2 separate regions of the Ovis aries genome follow, and region 2 is linked to region 1. Evidence: chromatin contacts called from public Hi-C data. All regions are on one chromosome and are shown on one strand. The core of a region is the stretch at or near the end of the contact, and the rest is flanking DNA. Distances in the headings are between cores, read along the strand shown. Region 1 has its middle 61 kb from the start of DAAM1. Region 2 overlaps L3HYPDH (trans-L-3-hydroxyproline dehydratase).

The links. Hi-C and Micro-C count contacts between places; a contact is called where the count stands out from the background.
Region 2: a contact with region 1 is called in a Hi-C map of mixed tissues, with 5 times the contacts expected there. The contact joins two enhancer-like sites. A contact is called at or near these places in 9 of 16 Hi-C or Micro-C datasets (blood, hypothalamus, liver and 6 more).

Annotation. Positions count from the first base shown.
Region 1 is chr7:69,466,951-69,470,645 of ARS-UI_Ramb_v3.0, forward strand. No RefSeq gene overlaps it. Among named protein-coding and RNA genes, the nearest start is that of DAAM1, 61 kb to the right of the region's middle. Within about 2 kb of position 1,566, at least 4 of the 54 cell types and tissues checked have an H3K27ac peak or open chromatin away from gene starts, as enhancers often do.
Region 2 is chr7:69,743,006-69,746,899 of ARS-UI_Ramb_v3.0, forward strand. The region is part of intron 6 of L3HYPDH (trans-L-3-hydroxyproline dehydratase); the gene reads right to left. Among named protein-coding and RNA genes, the nearest start is that of GPR135, 46 kb to the right of the region's middle. Within about 2 kb of position 1,561, at least 13 of the 54 cell types and tissues checked have an H3K27ac peak or open chromatin away from gene starts, as enhancers often do.

The DNA of each region.
Region 1 (3,695 bases), core at 316-2,815:
TAAGGTTCCAGGGAACTGTCTCCTAGAATTTATAGTTATGGTCACAATTACTCCTGTATCGGAAAATATTTAACCCCAAGTAAGATGAGCTGTAAACACAGCTGCGGAAAATCCGAAAACACAGTGTGCTAAGTCTTGTTCACTTCTTCACCACTTTAGGCAGGATGACCACCTTTTTTTTCGTGACTACTAAACTTGTATGTGAATTTTTCATCATAATCTTCCTTTACCCACTCCCATAATCCCTAGCCCTAATGCCAGAACATTCTTGGTCATGCTAAAGGTCTATGAGAATACCCTAGTAATATAGTAGGTCTTAAAACTGACATCACAGTGGGCCTGGAGTAAGATTTTCTTTAGTATCAAAATCATAACCTTCTCCTAGTCAAGGGCCTCATTTACAGGGCTTTAATAGTCATCTGTCTTATCTAAGATATTATTTAGACTTGATTTTAAGTTGGCAAAACTTCAAAGCAAATTAAACCTTTACTGACATAAATACAAACTATGAAGGGGCAGGAGTGCCATCAGTGGGAAAGAAATATGATACATATCTACCAGAAGGTGGCAATGTTGCTTCTCCAAACTTTTCAGATCCAAAAGGTTCCTGGCAGGACAGAAACTGCTGCTGCTGTTGCTGCTGCTAAGTCACTTCAGTCGTGTCTGACTCTGTGCTACCCCATAGACGGCAGCCCACCAGGCTCCCCCGTCCCTGGGATTCTCCAGGCAAGAACACTGGAGTGGGTTGCTATTTCCTTCTCCAGTGCATGAAAGTGAAAAGTGAAAGTGAAGTCGCTCAGTCGTGTCCAACTCTTGGCGACCCCATGGACTGCAGCCTACCAGGCTCCTCCATCCATGGGATTTTCCAGGCAAGAGTACTGGAGTGGGATGCCATTGCCTTCTCTGAGGACAGACTAGGTGTGGTTATTTCTAAACTCATTTTACATTTAATTCATAGGAATCCTTTACAGAACAGAAAGTGACTTAGCTAAGCTTCTAAGTTTGTCATCGCAATCAAAATATCTTGTTGATTAGTCACTAAGCTGTGTCTGACTCTTCGATCCCATGGACTATAGCCCACCAGGCTCCTCTGTCCATGGGATTTCCCAGGCAAGAAGACTGGAGTGGGTTGCCATGTCCTTCTCCAGGGGATCTTCACAACTCAGGAATCAAACCCATGTCTCCTGCATTAGCAGGCAGGTTTTACAACTAAGCCACCAAAGAAGTCTGTATTCAAAATTACACAGAGGCAAAACACAAAAAGAATATTTTGTAAGTAGCATATGAGTCCATAGATGTATTGAACCATTACAATGAGGACGGTTCCTTGCTGAAAGTTTCATGTGGAAGACACAGAGAAGCAAAGAACCTCAACCCTTAAAAAATTTGGAATATACTCTGGAAGAAGAACTTTATTCATAAACTGATCAGAATTTGTTTTAAAATTCTGGCCCCAATCTACCTAGATTCTCCTGGATCTTTTCTCCTCAGAGACACTAAACTTACTGCTTCCTATCTAACTGTGGGGTCTTTCTTTATCCTTAGCCTTTCATGGCCATTTTCTTCATCACATTTACTTGTTTGGCTTGAAATATCTCAAGCCCTTACACTTTTGGTGCTGGAAGGCAAAGAAAATAAGTCTTGGCATGGCCCCATCCCAGTGGAAATAAAGGGGACTTTTCTCAACACTTCTTCCCAGGCAGCCAAACAGCTCCAGACTCCAAGATCCCGGATTACGCCCAACTTGAGCCTTGCAATCCTCCCAAGGCCAACATGACATTTCCCACAGAAACCTCAGCAGCCTACCCACACTTAACAAAAGTTTGACAGCCAAGAAAAAAAAGGGGGACTTATATTGCTTATATTCCCAACTTTAACTTTTCACAATCTGCATTTCAGGATATTTACTAGCATGTTATGACAAAAAAAAATGCTACTTAACCAGAAGCTCCTTAGCTGGCTTAAACAGCAATGACAGTAATGAGTAGCCTGTTCTAGGTCCTTCTGTGCATCATGCGAAGGCTCTTATTTGGTTTCCATGAAATGAAAATCTAGTTTACTAGACTCTGACTCAGAAAGCTCAGTAACCTCAGTGAGCATCTCTGGCAAAATGTTGCGCAACTCTAGAACTCACATAGGCAGGGCAGAAGGAGCAGTTAGCTGTGTGTTAGTTCGTGCACACATGCCAAGTGGCTTCAATCATGTCCAACTCTTTGCGACCCTATGGACTTTATGGAGCCCACCAGTCTCCTGTGTTCACGGGATTCTCTAGGCAAGAATACTGGAGTGGGTTGCCATGTCCTCCTCTAGGGGATTTTCCCAACCCAGAGATCGAACCAGAGTCTCTTACCACTATCGCCACCTGGGAAGCCTGTGTGTTAGTTTATTTACAGGCAAAAGAAATAATACAGTCAATGTCTGTACCATCACTGAACATCTGCTGTTCCTCTGCTCTCCACCACCTCTCAGGTTTGAGATTCTTTTGCTGGTTAAAGCTCATTGCTGAGAACACAATGGCTAATGCTACACAGGGGGAAATGCCAGGTCAGCAACTGAACCGCTAAAGCCATATGTGCCTGCTCCATAAATGCCCATTTTTCATCTTTAGTGGGCTTCAAAGTTAAATAGCTAAGACAGACAATGCCAAAAAAAAAAAAAAATGACCACAGCAAAACACTGCGCTGACTAAATTAAGTCTTCATACCAATCATGCATTTTTAATGGGAACGTTTATGGAAATTGTCTCCTAACGTTTAGGCAGTATTTTTTTTTTTCTTCATTGGTTATTTATGACGCTTTGAGCTGGAAACATGAGCTAAGTGGGAAAGCCAGAGAATGGGATTTACTTAACAACCACAACCCTGTCCTTTCATAAATAAAAAGAAGAAAGCTGATCATCTCTTCAAGTTGCTTTGTGATAAATAAACCTAAGACAAAAAAAGCTACCAGGATTCATCACATCTTTTTTTTTTTCTCTTCCCAACCTGGAATTCCCTAACAGATAGTATCTGACGGGTTTCTTTTCTTTGTTACAGATTGTCTGCCATGGTGCTTAGTTTAATTGTGCCATTTTATTATTTGCAATGTGAAAGAAAACATTTTAATGAAATTGAAGAGCTTAATAATTAAATGCCTTCAGCCAGATGAAAATGGCTGACAGAGGTGGTGGGGGTGGGGTGCTAGAGATTAACATAAAATTAGGTCTTAGAGTAGAAAACAAGGGAGAACTTGAGAACCTCAAGAGTGAAACTGGCCCCCGAGCCTATTCAGTTCTTTAGTGTTGATGTCGGGCCTCTCAAATGCAGTCTTTATTTTGGAATGTGAGTGTGAGATTCCCTAGGAGATTATTAAAGTTCTGCAGTGGATGTAGCCCTGGGATTAAGCTTCTGCAAAGAGATTTGCTCCTGTAAAACTGGGTAACTGAGCCCACGTGCTGAGGCTCAAGGCTGGACCATCACGTATTTGTACAAGTCTCAAATTAAGACACGTTTCCTAAACAGCCATCCAGGCAATTCTGCTGTCTTCAGAGAAGCTGAAAACTGACCTAGGCTCTGTGTCCTAAAAGAATGCATTAATCCCCACTTCACACTGAGAATAATCCCTAGAAATATTGTAAACAGACTTCAAATGCCTGGAGTAAATAGGAAATCTGGGACCCACTAGAGGGAACTTGTGAGGCAGCTTATTTGTGTTTT
Region 2 (3,894 bases), core at 311-2,810, 280 kb after region 1:
GCTTTTTAAATTATAGTCTGTCCTAGGGGGAAACTATCCCCATACAAATGCATTTACAAGAAAATTATTGGAAAAGTTCGGAAGCCTAGGCATTTAGTATATTTTGCAGTGACATAGTATTTTATTACTGTCGTTATTTGCCCGAGTTAAAGTGCTTATCAGACTTGATCTCAGCCACAAGAAAGTTTAAATAGTAAAAGAAAAAGTAGTGTTCCTTCCAACAATATCCCTGGTTCTTCATATTTGAGGTGTTCTAAAGTTTTCTAAGCTTTTTATTACACTACTTCTCAAAAACAGCTCCTTTCCTAAATAAATAAGGACTTTAAATATACAGATTTATAAGCTGTTTGACTTGGGTAATTTGTAAATTAGGTTGGAACTAAAAATGAACCACCACGTTTTATTAAAACTAGTGTCCCGTCTCCGTGGGGGATTTTCTTCTGCCTGGCCAGAGTATATTTGGAAACTTTTCCTTTTATGGCTTTAAAGAGAGTTCAACCCTATGCACACACTCACAAGCTCAAACACAGTTGTGGTTTTGTGCATCAGCCCCCGTGAGCTTCACTTTGTTTTCCAGCCCAGGGTCTTTCACGCAATCCCCCTCATGCTCGTACCCACATCTCTTGAGCACCGGGCGCAAACTCCTTCCCTTGAGGTAATCTCACTGTCAACACCCTACAAAAGGCTGCTCTGTCCTAAGAGCACACACACACACACACACACAGTGATGTGGATTAGAATCGTGTCAACTTCCTGTTCTCTGACTACCCCTTCCCACCGACCCTCGGTGCTGTCCCCCAGGAAACCCCTGGCCCTCTTTTCCATCCTCTTCAGAGGCCATTGCAAACCTCCTCTCCACATCCTGCACCCTCAGTCCATGACCTCCCCATCTGCCCTTCACTCGCCTTCATTCCTTTCCTTTCCCTTCCAGGAAAAAGCCTACTCCCTCCACCTTCTCAGGAACCTTGCCCCATTAATAATTCTCTCTCTAGTCTGAATGTTCTCTCTTTCCTTGGTTGATTTTTTCCCATTAGACACAGAATCTTCTGGGTTCTCTAGCATCTCCCTGGTCCACTCCTTAAGGGCTGGCAGCCCTTAAATATAGGTGGCCCCAGGGTCCTTTGCAAAGCTCTCTTCATTACCCTCCACACTTTCCTAGGGTTTCCCCATATTCACCTACAAAGTCAGGGTCTGGTGAGGAGACAGACCACATCGGTTACTTTAACTGAGATATATTAATATATAGAGTTGTTAACTAGGCATAAAGTTGTTAACTAGTTAACTGAAAGGGTAAAAAGAGAACTCTAATGGTATAGCAGGAAGAAATTCTACCTCCAGGACTGAAGGTACAAAAGGAAGAAGTAGCATTTAGAGAAGAGGCCCCTTGAGGTGGGACTTGGACTATGGGGAAAGGGTCAGAGCTGGGGGCTGGAATGCCTCAAAAGCAAGCGACAGGAAGCTGGTTCCGCAAGTGTTAGAAAAACTGTATACTGGCCTGACAACTCCTGGCAGAACTGCAACTGCTGGAGTGAGGAAGGGAGCCTCAGCTCTCCCTTCTCAGCCCCACAGCTGCCCTCTGGTGGCAAAGTCTGCAGAAAAGGCAACTGGCAAAGCAGAAACGTGGTTTGCAGAGTCCCAACTTCAGCATCTGAAAATGGGCGGAGAGAGTGAATTTGGATCAAGAGAGGAAAACTGGCACGACCCCAGAGCCTCAAATACCACAGGGGGATTAAAATATAAAACCTATTTCCCCATCCCAAGCCTCTCTCTAGAGCCATAGACTCATTTAGCCAATCCTCTCTCCCTACTGGAACGTTTATCTGGATGGCCCATTGTTACTTCAAACTCTATGATGTTCTAAGTTGCTCTCATTACCCTTCTCCCTCTCCTTCCCAGCCCCGCCCCCTTTTCCCCTGCCCCACCACATCATAATGATACGTGTAAGTATAATTTCACCATGAGCACTCCCTACACTCCCTGTCCTTCACTCCCCCGACTCAGTCAGTCTTCCACTCACTGTAACAGCTCTCACATCCATTCCCTCCTCTCCACCCTCATTGGCCATTCTTCACCTGTGCCCTCGTTTCTTACTGGATTATCAAGCACTGTCTCCTAACTAGTCTCATGGCTCAGATGGTAAAGAATTCACCTGCAATGCAGGAGACCCAGATTTGATCTTTGAATTGGGAAGATCCCTTGGAGAAGGGAATGGCTACCCACTCCAGTGTTCTTGCCTGGAGCATTCCATGGACAGAGGAGCCTGGCGGGCTGCAGTCCATGGGCTTTCAAAGAGTCTGACAGGATTGAGTGACTAACAGTTTCCCTTTTCACAGAACTAGTCCTGTGTCTCACATTTGACCCTGTTGCCACACCCTGGGCTCTCATTCGCTGCAGATTCCCTAAACAAACAGTGGTCTTTCTGAAATGCACAGCTTACCACCCTGACCTCTGCTTAAAATCCTTTACTGGCTACCCTTAACCTTCTAAATGAAACGCTCTCTGGCATGCATTAGAAAGCTCTCCTGTTTTAATTCTCATCTCGACTTCTGCCCACCACCTTACCCCTCAGTCCAACCAGAATTCAAGGATCCGCATGTACAGTACCACTCTGCATTCCTATGCCCGGCTGTGATCCCTCTGGCCTTTGAGCACTTGAACATCCCCTTCCCCTTTCTGGTTAATCATATTTCCCACCTCTGACCCTTCTTGCCCTTCTAACTTCTTTCCATCCTTCAGGACTAAGCAAGGTGCTGAGTCCTAGGAGAATTCTCCCAGTCTCAGCCCCCACGCTCACCCCCCTAGTCTGTTGCTGTCTCTCCCATGAGTCCTCGTAACCCTTCCCAGCATGCTTCTTGGTGGTGTTACGGAAAGGTTAAACTTGAGCCCGCTGGAGCCAACTCCATATTCAGTTTCTATCACTTCATCTTGCTGTCTGTGACTCTGGGAAAAATCATTCAAGCTTAACAGCCCTCAGTTCCCACGTATGTAAACTGGAGCCTGTAATAGTACCTTCCTGACAGATGGTTATGGAGATTAAATGAGATAATATTTATAAAAGCTCATTCTTAGTTTTCAATCATTCTTTTCAAAGTATCTCACTTCTGACTGTTGATACATGTAGATTATTTTAAAACCAAGACAGAAACTGATAGTGTACTACTAAAGAATAACAATGCTCTTATGCTAAAACTTACAACCACATTTACTTGGAAAGGCCAGGACCAGACAGGTACTGTAACTGCCTTGATTCCAAAGGTATTTAGGGATGGGCTCAAGTTTCACATTCTCTTAGGCACTAGGGCCTTCTACTTTCTCTAGGAAAGAGAATGAATGCTTTGCCAGTCGCCAGTCCTGGGTCCTCTGGCTGGTGCTAAAGTCAGTTTGGTGGGAACACCATTAACTTCTTCATGGGAAAGGTGGAATTGGCCAGCACCCAGTTTCTACCTCCCAGTTTTGCTGGGGTTCTGACTGGGCCTGGGCAGGAGAATCCAATGAGGCATGAGCTGAGGTTGCAGTTTTTCCCCAAAGTGTAGTAGCCAACAGGCCTCTGTTCTACCTTGATGCAAGCACTCAACATTTAGCTTGTGCTAGAGAATGCAAGGTCCAATGGGGTCATAAAACATTATTCCAAAAGAGATTATTCCCACCCCTCAACTAATTCCTTCTACCACACACAGAGACAAGGAAAATCAAGCCAACAGCATGGAACTTCTCCAGAGAGCCTTCTGACCACCATGTGTGCAGGCCTCAAATAGAGCCATGGGGACCTCAGTATTCGGGGAAGGTACGGGCGCAGAAGAAAGATGCATGAATGTGTTTTGTTTCAATTTTCTTTTCACCAGGCCTATCCTTGACTTTTCACAGATTTCCCAGCAGAAGATCAGGGTGGATGAT